Regions from separate parts of the Rattus norvegicus genome. Here region 2 is linked to region 1. Evidence: chromatin contacts called from public Hi-C data. All regions are on one chromosome and are shown on one strand. Each heading gives the region's core, a stretch centred on a gene start, on an enhancer-like site or on the middle of the called end of the contact. The rest is flanking DNA. Distances are from core to core; before and after follow the strand shown.

What was found. A called contact is a pair of places that touch in the nucleus more often than the background predicts.
Region 2: a Hi-C map of mammary epithelial cells shows a contact between it and region 1, with 1.8 times the contacts expected there. The contact joins two enhancer-like sites. A contact is called at or near these places in 2 of 12 Hi-C or Micro-C datasets (Schwann cells and mammary epithelial cells).

What each region holds. Positions count from the first base shown.
Region 1 is chr2:176,246,385-176,250,057 of GRCr8, forward strand. The region is part of intron 1 of Lmna (lamin A/C); the gene reads right to left. Among named protein-coding and RNA genes, the nearest start is that of Lmna, 10 kb to the right of the region's middle. Within about 2 kb of position 2,032, at least 73 of the 93 cell types and tissues checked have an H3K27ac peak or open chromatin away from gene starts, as enhancers often do. A contact at or near this core is called in Schwann cells, where this site is marked.
Region 2 is chr2:176,414,403-176,418,075 of GRCr8, forward strand. Arhgef2 (Rho/Rac guanine nucleotide exchange factor 2) reads left to right here. Exons shown (of 22, transcript NM_001012079.2): 22 at 552-1,772. The coding sequence ends at 625. Among named protein-coding and RNA genes, the nearest start is that of Arhgef2, 28 kb to the left of the region's middle. Within about 2 kb of position 1,914, at least 20 of the 93 cell types and tissues checked have an H3K27ac peak or open chromatin away from gene starts, as enhancers often do. A contact at or near this core is called in Schwann cells, where this site is marked.

The sequences.
Region 1 (3,673 bases), core at 782-3,281:
GAGACTAGCTCCATCTTAGCACGAAAAGCTAAAAATAAAGTCAAAACCCAGCTCAGGTTTTGGCTGCCATCCGGCCCAGCCCTGGCTAGAAGCACGGCCCCAACTTTCCATGACTTCAGAACTTTTCCGAAGCTGAGACACAGCTGCAGGGGAGGAAAGAAAATGAAGAAAAAAACACGGTGCAGCAAGTTGCAGAGACAGAATCTGAGCTCCTTGGGCCGGATCCAAGGCTGGCAGCGGCTTCCCAGAGGGGCCAGCTGGGGTGCTGCTGGTGATGTGGGAGAGACTTAGAGGACCAGCTCTGAGTCCTTCAAGCTCCTCCTTTTACAGATGAGGAAACTGAGGTGCAGAGGGGGGTGCGTGGCCAACATCAACCGTGGCAAACAGCGACACGGGCAGTGTCCTTATTGCCTTTCTCACACTCCCCCACCCCCACCCACCACTGCCCTCCTAAGCCTTGGGTGTGGAGAGACTGCAGAAATAAGCCAGGAGCAGGAGTGGATCCCCTTTAGCAAATCCATTCCTGACTGGGCTGAGTATGCTTAGCCTCAAAAACACTCCCTAGCCCTGCCTCCTTGGGCACTAGAGGTGGAATTCCCAGGGTTCCCCTTGTCCTTGGCTGTACAGGGATATGGTGCAAAAGCCCTGTCCTCCAGGACTATATGGTCTGACATACACAGGGCTGGGTTTTTATGATGATGTAGCCATGGTGTCACATAACAACAGAGTTGTGTTGTAAGAAGTTATGAAGTAGTTTCATCATCATGCAAATATCACAGTGTGATCACACAAGATGATAGAAGTTTGGGGACCTTCACTGTATATGACTTGCCACTGACAGAAACACTGTTATGTGGGATGTGACTGTGACAGCAAATATTTCTCGTGAGCTTATTGTATGTCAGGCACTGTTGTAAGGACGACAATATTAACTGCCCTCTGAGATGCATGCTATTACCAGTGTGATACAGAGAAGGCAGGTGGTGAAAGCTCCCACCAGGGCCCTTTAGAATGTAGTGCTTGCACTCCTCTCTGTACCAATTCAGAACACGCCTTCAGTGAAATCCAGGGGCTGTTTCTCCATCCCTCCCGTCCCTGCCAGTGCTTTACCCAGTACTGAAGAGACTCCACAAAGGACTAAGACACACCCTGCAGCTGAGGGAAACCTCAAGCACACATTATCAAGGAAGAACTTGTGGTTTTCTTAGTCAGGCATGGGGAGCCCCATTTAAGGGGAAGAAGCCACTATCACCCATGGGCTCATGACTCAGACCTTGGGAGCTCTGTAGACAGAGCCACAAGCATACCCTAAAAAATGGGGGGGGGGGGGCGTCCTCTCCCTTTCTCTAATCTTCTTTTTTAGGTTTTTCAAGACATGGTTTCTCTGTATAGCTCCAGCAGTCCTGGAACTTTGTAGACCAGGTTGGCCTCTAATCCAGAGATCAGTCTGTTTCTGCCTCCTGAGTGCTGGGATTAAAGGCATGTACTACCAAGCCCCAAAATTCCTCTTTATTAAAAAAAATTGTTTTTTAAATCATGCTTTAAGCGTGGTATGGTGATACACTACTTTAGTCTCAGCACTTGGGAAGCAGAAGCAGTGGGATCTCAAGAAGTTCAAGGCCAGCCTGATCTACAGAGAGCTCTAGACCAGCCAGGACTACATAGTGAGATACTATTCTTAAAAAAGAAGGAAAAGAAAAGCACATCTTGAATAGCAATGCAAGTTACATGTTTAACACTATAACAGTTATTTGCTATCGTTTAAAACAGATTTTTAAAGGAAAGAAAAAGTTTTGAGTTAAATGGCTATCCTCTATCAAACACCATTTTCTTCCTAGGAGAGGAGACCTCAGCCTGGGCTGGCCGTGCAGACACCCGACAGGCCTAGGCATCTGTGTCTGCGTAGAGGTGTGGTCCAGTTCCAGCCCACTGGGCGTGGTAGTAGGAAAGCTGGGTTTGTCCTGGGTTGGTATGGAGGACTGGGTGGGGCAGTCCTGGGAGCTGGAAAGGGGTAGGAACCCCGGCTACCCCTGTGACTCATGTTCAGAGCCACAATAACAGGGCAGAGGGCGGGAAGTCTCCCGTGCTCTCAGGGGGCAGTGAGACCCTGCCTGCCTATACCCTGTTCCAGGCCTGGTGCCATGCCCCGCGTGAGCAAAGGAGTGGTTGCATCCCTGCTGCCTCCAGGGGCCAGGGACAAGAAGGGTTGGGTATCCGGTTTAACTCATCCCAATGGGCAATCCTGGCTCAATGAGGGGCGTGGGGGAGGGGAGCAGTCATGAAAAAGGTAAGTGAGAAGCCGATGCGGGCGAGGGGTGGGGGGCAAGGCTGGGGGTCCCCGGGCTGCTTTAGGGAAGAAAGGCAGCAGTGGCAGAGGGGCTGGATGGGCACAGAGCCAGGCGCTGACCCGCCCACTGAGTCATCTTCCTCAGCCACCTCAGACGCCAGATATGGAAGCCGCGCGGCCTGTTTGGCCTGGTTGCCGGGAGCAACAGCCTAAGCCCAGAGGGAGTGGCCTGCATTTCCTCCCCTGTCCTGGGGGAGGGACCGCGGCCCAGACTCTACACGGGGCTAAAAATAAGGAGCAGGAGGGAATGACAGACCGGCCCGCGCCCCGCCCGCCCGCCCGCCGCCAGCCTCACCGGCCCTCAGCGTTCCCCATGGCTGGGCCAGAAAGAGCAAGGCCTCGAGCCTTCGGGAGTTCCGGAAAGATCGGTGACCCCTGTGACTGGGAAGGGTGCTGAGGTGCTGCTCCCAGATCCCCCTGAGACCACAACCCTCTATCTCTCTTTTCCGGCCCTACCCTGCCCAAGCTGCCTTTCCACCTAGACCCATATTGGTTTATTTAATATTTATTTTTATTCATGACAGAGTCTCAGGTATCCTGGGGTGCCTCGAATTTGCTAAGTAGTCAAGAATGACCTTAAAGTTCTGATCCTCCTGCCTCTACCTTCCAAGTGCTGGGATTATATGTGGTTTATGGGATGCTGGGATCAAACCCAAACCCCAAAGTTCCTAAGTGCTAGGCCAGCTACATTCCCAGGCCCAATTTTTTTTTTCCACTAACAATGCAGTTTCCTTTATCTTAATTATACAGACATGAATGATGCATGTACTACAGATTAAATACAGAAATCTTTCTATATCTGGCCTCCCACAGCAACCCCACCCGTTCTCCACCCCAGCACTGGTTTTTTACCTGTGATCTTTGGGTTTTTCTATATGTCCCCTTAATGCCTTAAAGTTCAGGCGTTGAGGGCTTCTAGACTAACCTTTGGACTAATTTCTGTACTTTCTTTCACAGATGTAGGCAGGAAAGCCTAGAGAAGGCTGGGTTCAGACACTAAAAACCTACCCACCCCAGTATACAGGGCCAAAGCAAAGAAAATGACATAGGGGTTGGAGTGTGATTTCCTGGGTCCAACTCCCAGTACAAAAAGAGAAGGGAGGAGGGGGTTTGAGAGTGAGGAAGGGGAAAGAGAAGGGACTGTTAGGAAGCAAAGGGGCTTCAGAGAGCTTCAGGGATACAGTCCTTTTAGAAGTGCACTCTGTTGCTGGGAGACCCCCAGTCAAAAGACCTGATGGATCCACTACCCTTGACTACCTTCAAACCTAATACTGGCTCTGGACTGTGCAGCCATCCGAGATAACCACTGCCACCTCTTGGTTTCTT
Region 2 (3,673 bases), core at 664-3,163, 170 kb after region 1:
GAGAAGGAAGCAGTGCTTTTCCATTGGTTGGTGACCCCCAACCTTTGGAAGTAGTAGGAATCCATTTTTTTGTTGTTGTTGTTGTTGTTGTTGTTGTTGTTGTTCTTTTTTTTGGAGCTGGGGACCGAACCCAGGACCTTGCGCTTCCTAGGTTAGCGCTCTACCACTGAGCTAAATCCCCAGCCCGGAATCCATTTTTTTTAAAGATTTATTTATTTATTACGTATAAGTATGCTGTAGCTGTCCTCAGACACAGCAGAAGAGATCAAATCCCATTACAGGTGGTTGTGAACCACCATGTGGTTACTGGGATTTGAACTCAGGACTCTGGAAGAGCAGTTAGTGCTCATAACCCCTGATGCGTTTTAAAGACTTCCTCTTCCCCCTTATCAAGGAATCAAATACCTCTTAGAGTTTCCTGTTATAAAGGTGACTTTGCTGCCGGAGGGTCATCCAGCCCCACCCTGGGAGTCTTTGTGTAAGTCTGCACTGCTCCTCTTGGGAGCTCCTGCCTGCTCACTCATTACCCTACCCTGTCTGTCACCTTACAGACTTCACCCGAATGCAGGACATTCCCGAAGAGACAGAAAGCCGAGATGGGGAGCCTACGGCCTCAGAGAGCTAAGGGGACGCTTCCCCCTGCCTGGTGCCCCCCACTGAAGAACATTAGTAAAGGGGCAAACCTTGAAAGGACTGCCGATTGTCCTTGCCAGTTCCCAAGACCCCTGGATACCTAGGGGCCATGGGGATGGGGACTTAGAGGCCACCGCACCCCTGGTGTTCTCCAACAGTCACACCACAGATGCCGATTTTACATGCCTTCTCCCCCTCCTTAGGAAAAATTATTTATTTATTGTTTATTGGTTGGGGGGGTGATTTAAAGGGCCAGAGACATGGGAACCAAGCCATAGGTATCAGAGGGCCTCTCCTTTAATACCACTGGGATATGTTTGGCCTTAGCCACACAACCTAACATCAACCCCAGTGACACCCATCTGTGGCCATAGAACCTACTGCCCCTTTCAGAAGGGCTGTGGGTAGGACCATGTCCCTTTTCCCACTCCCCTTAGCCTCTTTCTGCTGTTCTTTCTCTCCATCCTCCATGGATTTCTGGCTCCTTGGAGTTGATGGAGCAGGTAGCCATAATGTATTGGGGTGGGGAAGGAAGAATACAGGGACCAGAATGTTTTGTTTTTGGTTTTGTTTTCTTATTTTTTTTTTTTTTGTACCAAAGCCAACCGCACCTGTTTTATATTTTTAAAAGAAGATTGTAGGCACTTCTAGCTCCATGTCTTTGAACTTGAGGAATTAGGGAGACAGTGACCTATTTCATCGAAGGTCAGGGGGCTCCCATTCAGAACTCTTCCTCAGCCATTTAGAGCCATTCCTCTTCCTCAGAGGAAGCTCTGAGGTGGGTTGGGAAACCTCTAGGAACCCTCACCTCGTCTCCCACGGTGGCAAGCAAGAATTGGGGGAGGGGGATTTTTTTTTCACTGCAACCCTAATGTCCACCAGCGATAGCCATTTTTCTGCCAATTGAATTGTTAAACAGAAAAAACACAGTAACAACGAAGCAAAGAAAGAAAAAGCTCTGGCAGGGAAAAAATTAAAGACCTGACACGCATGAGGTGCTGTCTCAGTGCCCGTTCTGAGGACTGCCGTGCCTGCAGCAAGGCAGTGACCACGGTTTCTGAAAAGGGGCTGTCACTACCTCACAGAAGAGGGCATGAATGGATGCAGCTGCTCAAACTCTTATTAAACATCTCAAAATTGCAAGGCTGGAAATGAAGCGCCGTTCAGCCTCCAGCGGCTGGCTGTTAATGATACAGACATTAGAACACTAATTTGCATCTTATTTGTGTGCTGTGCTCACAGGGCACATCTGGCTCTAACCACCCCTCTCGGTTCCCCTCCCTGCCCCCCATTTTCATTCCCACCCTGTGAGCCCAGGGCCTCGTTCACGGAGTAGCAGCCTGTACACTCTGTCACTTGGAATGGTAGTAATTGGTTTCAGTTCTTGGTTTTGGCTCGTTCCACTTCCTGTTTCTAGGTCCTACACTTGGGGGGGGGGGCAGGGCCAGTGCATGTGCACCCCCACAGCCTGTAAGGTAGGGTGAGAAGGGTCTCAGGACCCCACTGAGAAGGAGAACTGAAATTGCACGGGCAGCACATAGATGTGGGATTGCTTCCTTCCCCTCCAGCAGCCTCTGGCCCTTTGGAGGCACTTTCTCTCTAATGGGATTCTTGGGCCATAGGAATCGTTTTCTATGTTTATTTATTTACTTTAGTATTATCTTTGAGACAAGGTCTTACAGGGAAGCCCAGACTGGCCTTGGATTCAAGGCAGTCCTCTGGCCTCGGCCTCCCGATGCTGAAACCACAGACATGAGCCAGTATGCCCAGCCCACGTTGTTTTTCTTTTACACAATGGGTGCAAAAAAGTTGCCAGGCCAAGAAGCCAGCCCCCACTTGCTCTGCCTAACAAGCAGCCATGCTTCCGTGTCCAACCAGTTGACGTTTAGCAGCTGTGGTCTAGGCAGCCCTCAGCATCTGGGCCGGTGCATGGAAGGGTCAGGTGGAGGAGTCCTCCAGAAAAGGAGTACAGTTTCCCAGCCTTCCCCAGAGCAGCGGAGAAAAACCTAGGTGGATTTCCAGAGTGAGTTGGGAGAGGCTGGGTTCCTTTGCTGCCTTATTACCATAGCCCCAACCCAGCATCAGCCCAGAGCCGCTCCCTCCCTCCTGATCGTCTGTGCCATGTTTGTCCCCTCCCTAACCCTGCTTTCTGAACCTAAAGTCTTAAATTTTGCCCCGCCCCCGTCCCCTGCCCCGCTGCCATTTCAAAGCTCTGAGACTGTGTGCTCCCAGAGCCAGGGTCCAGCTCTTTGCTCAAAACCATGCTGCTCCCTTAGAGGAGGACTCTAAGCCTGGACACACAGCGCTCCACTGCCACACCCTTTCCTCCGTGCTGCCCTCTCAGTACCGGGGCACATGCAGTTAATTGAGTTGGTCTTGTCAATATTTACCCCCGAGGGGTTCTGTAAAGCAGATATCCTCAGAAAAGGCAATATCCGGACCCAGCCAGGCCTGCAGAGGCCCTGCAGCGGGGGAAGAGGAAGAAAGCTTAGGTAGGGAGGTTTACCCACCTTCCTGCATGGCTAGGAATAAACCTGGCATTTTGGAGCCACTTTAAACATAAAGAGGAAATTAAACATCAAGAGGCTAATTAAATCTTGTCCCCATCCTTTAATACGTTGTGAGTCAGGTGATTTTTTTTAAAGATTTATTTATTTAATGGATGTGGATATATTGTTACTGTCTTCAGACACACCAGAATATCAGATCCCATTACGGATGGTTGTGAGCCACCATGTGGTTGCTGGGAATTGAACTCAGGATCTCTGGAAGAGCAGCGAGCACTCTTAACCTCTGAGCCATCTCTCCAGCCTTTTTTTTTTTTTTTTTTTTTTTTTTTGAGTTGGGTGGTTCTCAGCAACTGTGGAGCTGGCTGTGGTGCCTGGAGCTATTGAAGCTTTATAGCTGCTGCTATGCTGGGGCCTTGAGTGACTAGTGACATAGTGACAACCTGGTTACAAAGCGTCCCCAGAGCCTGGTCCTGAAGACAGGGATGGAGTAAGTGCTCCATCCATCTGCTGCCGCCTCTCTCCTGAAGCAG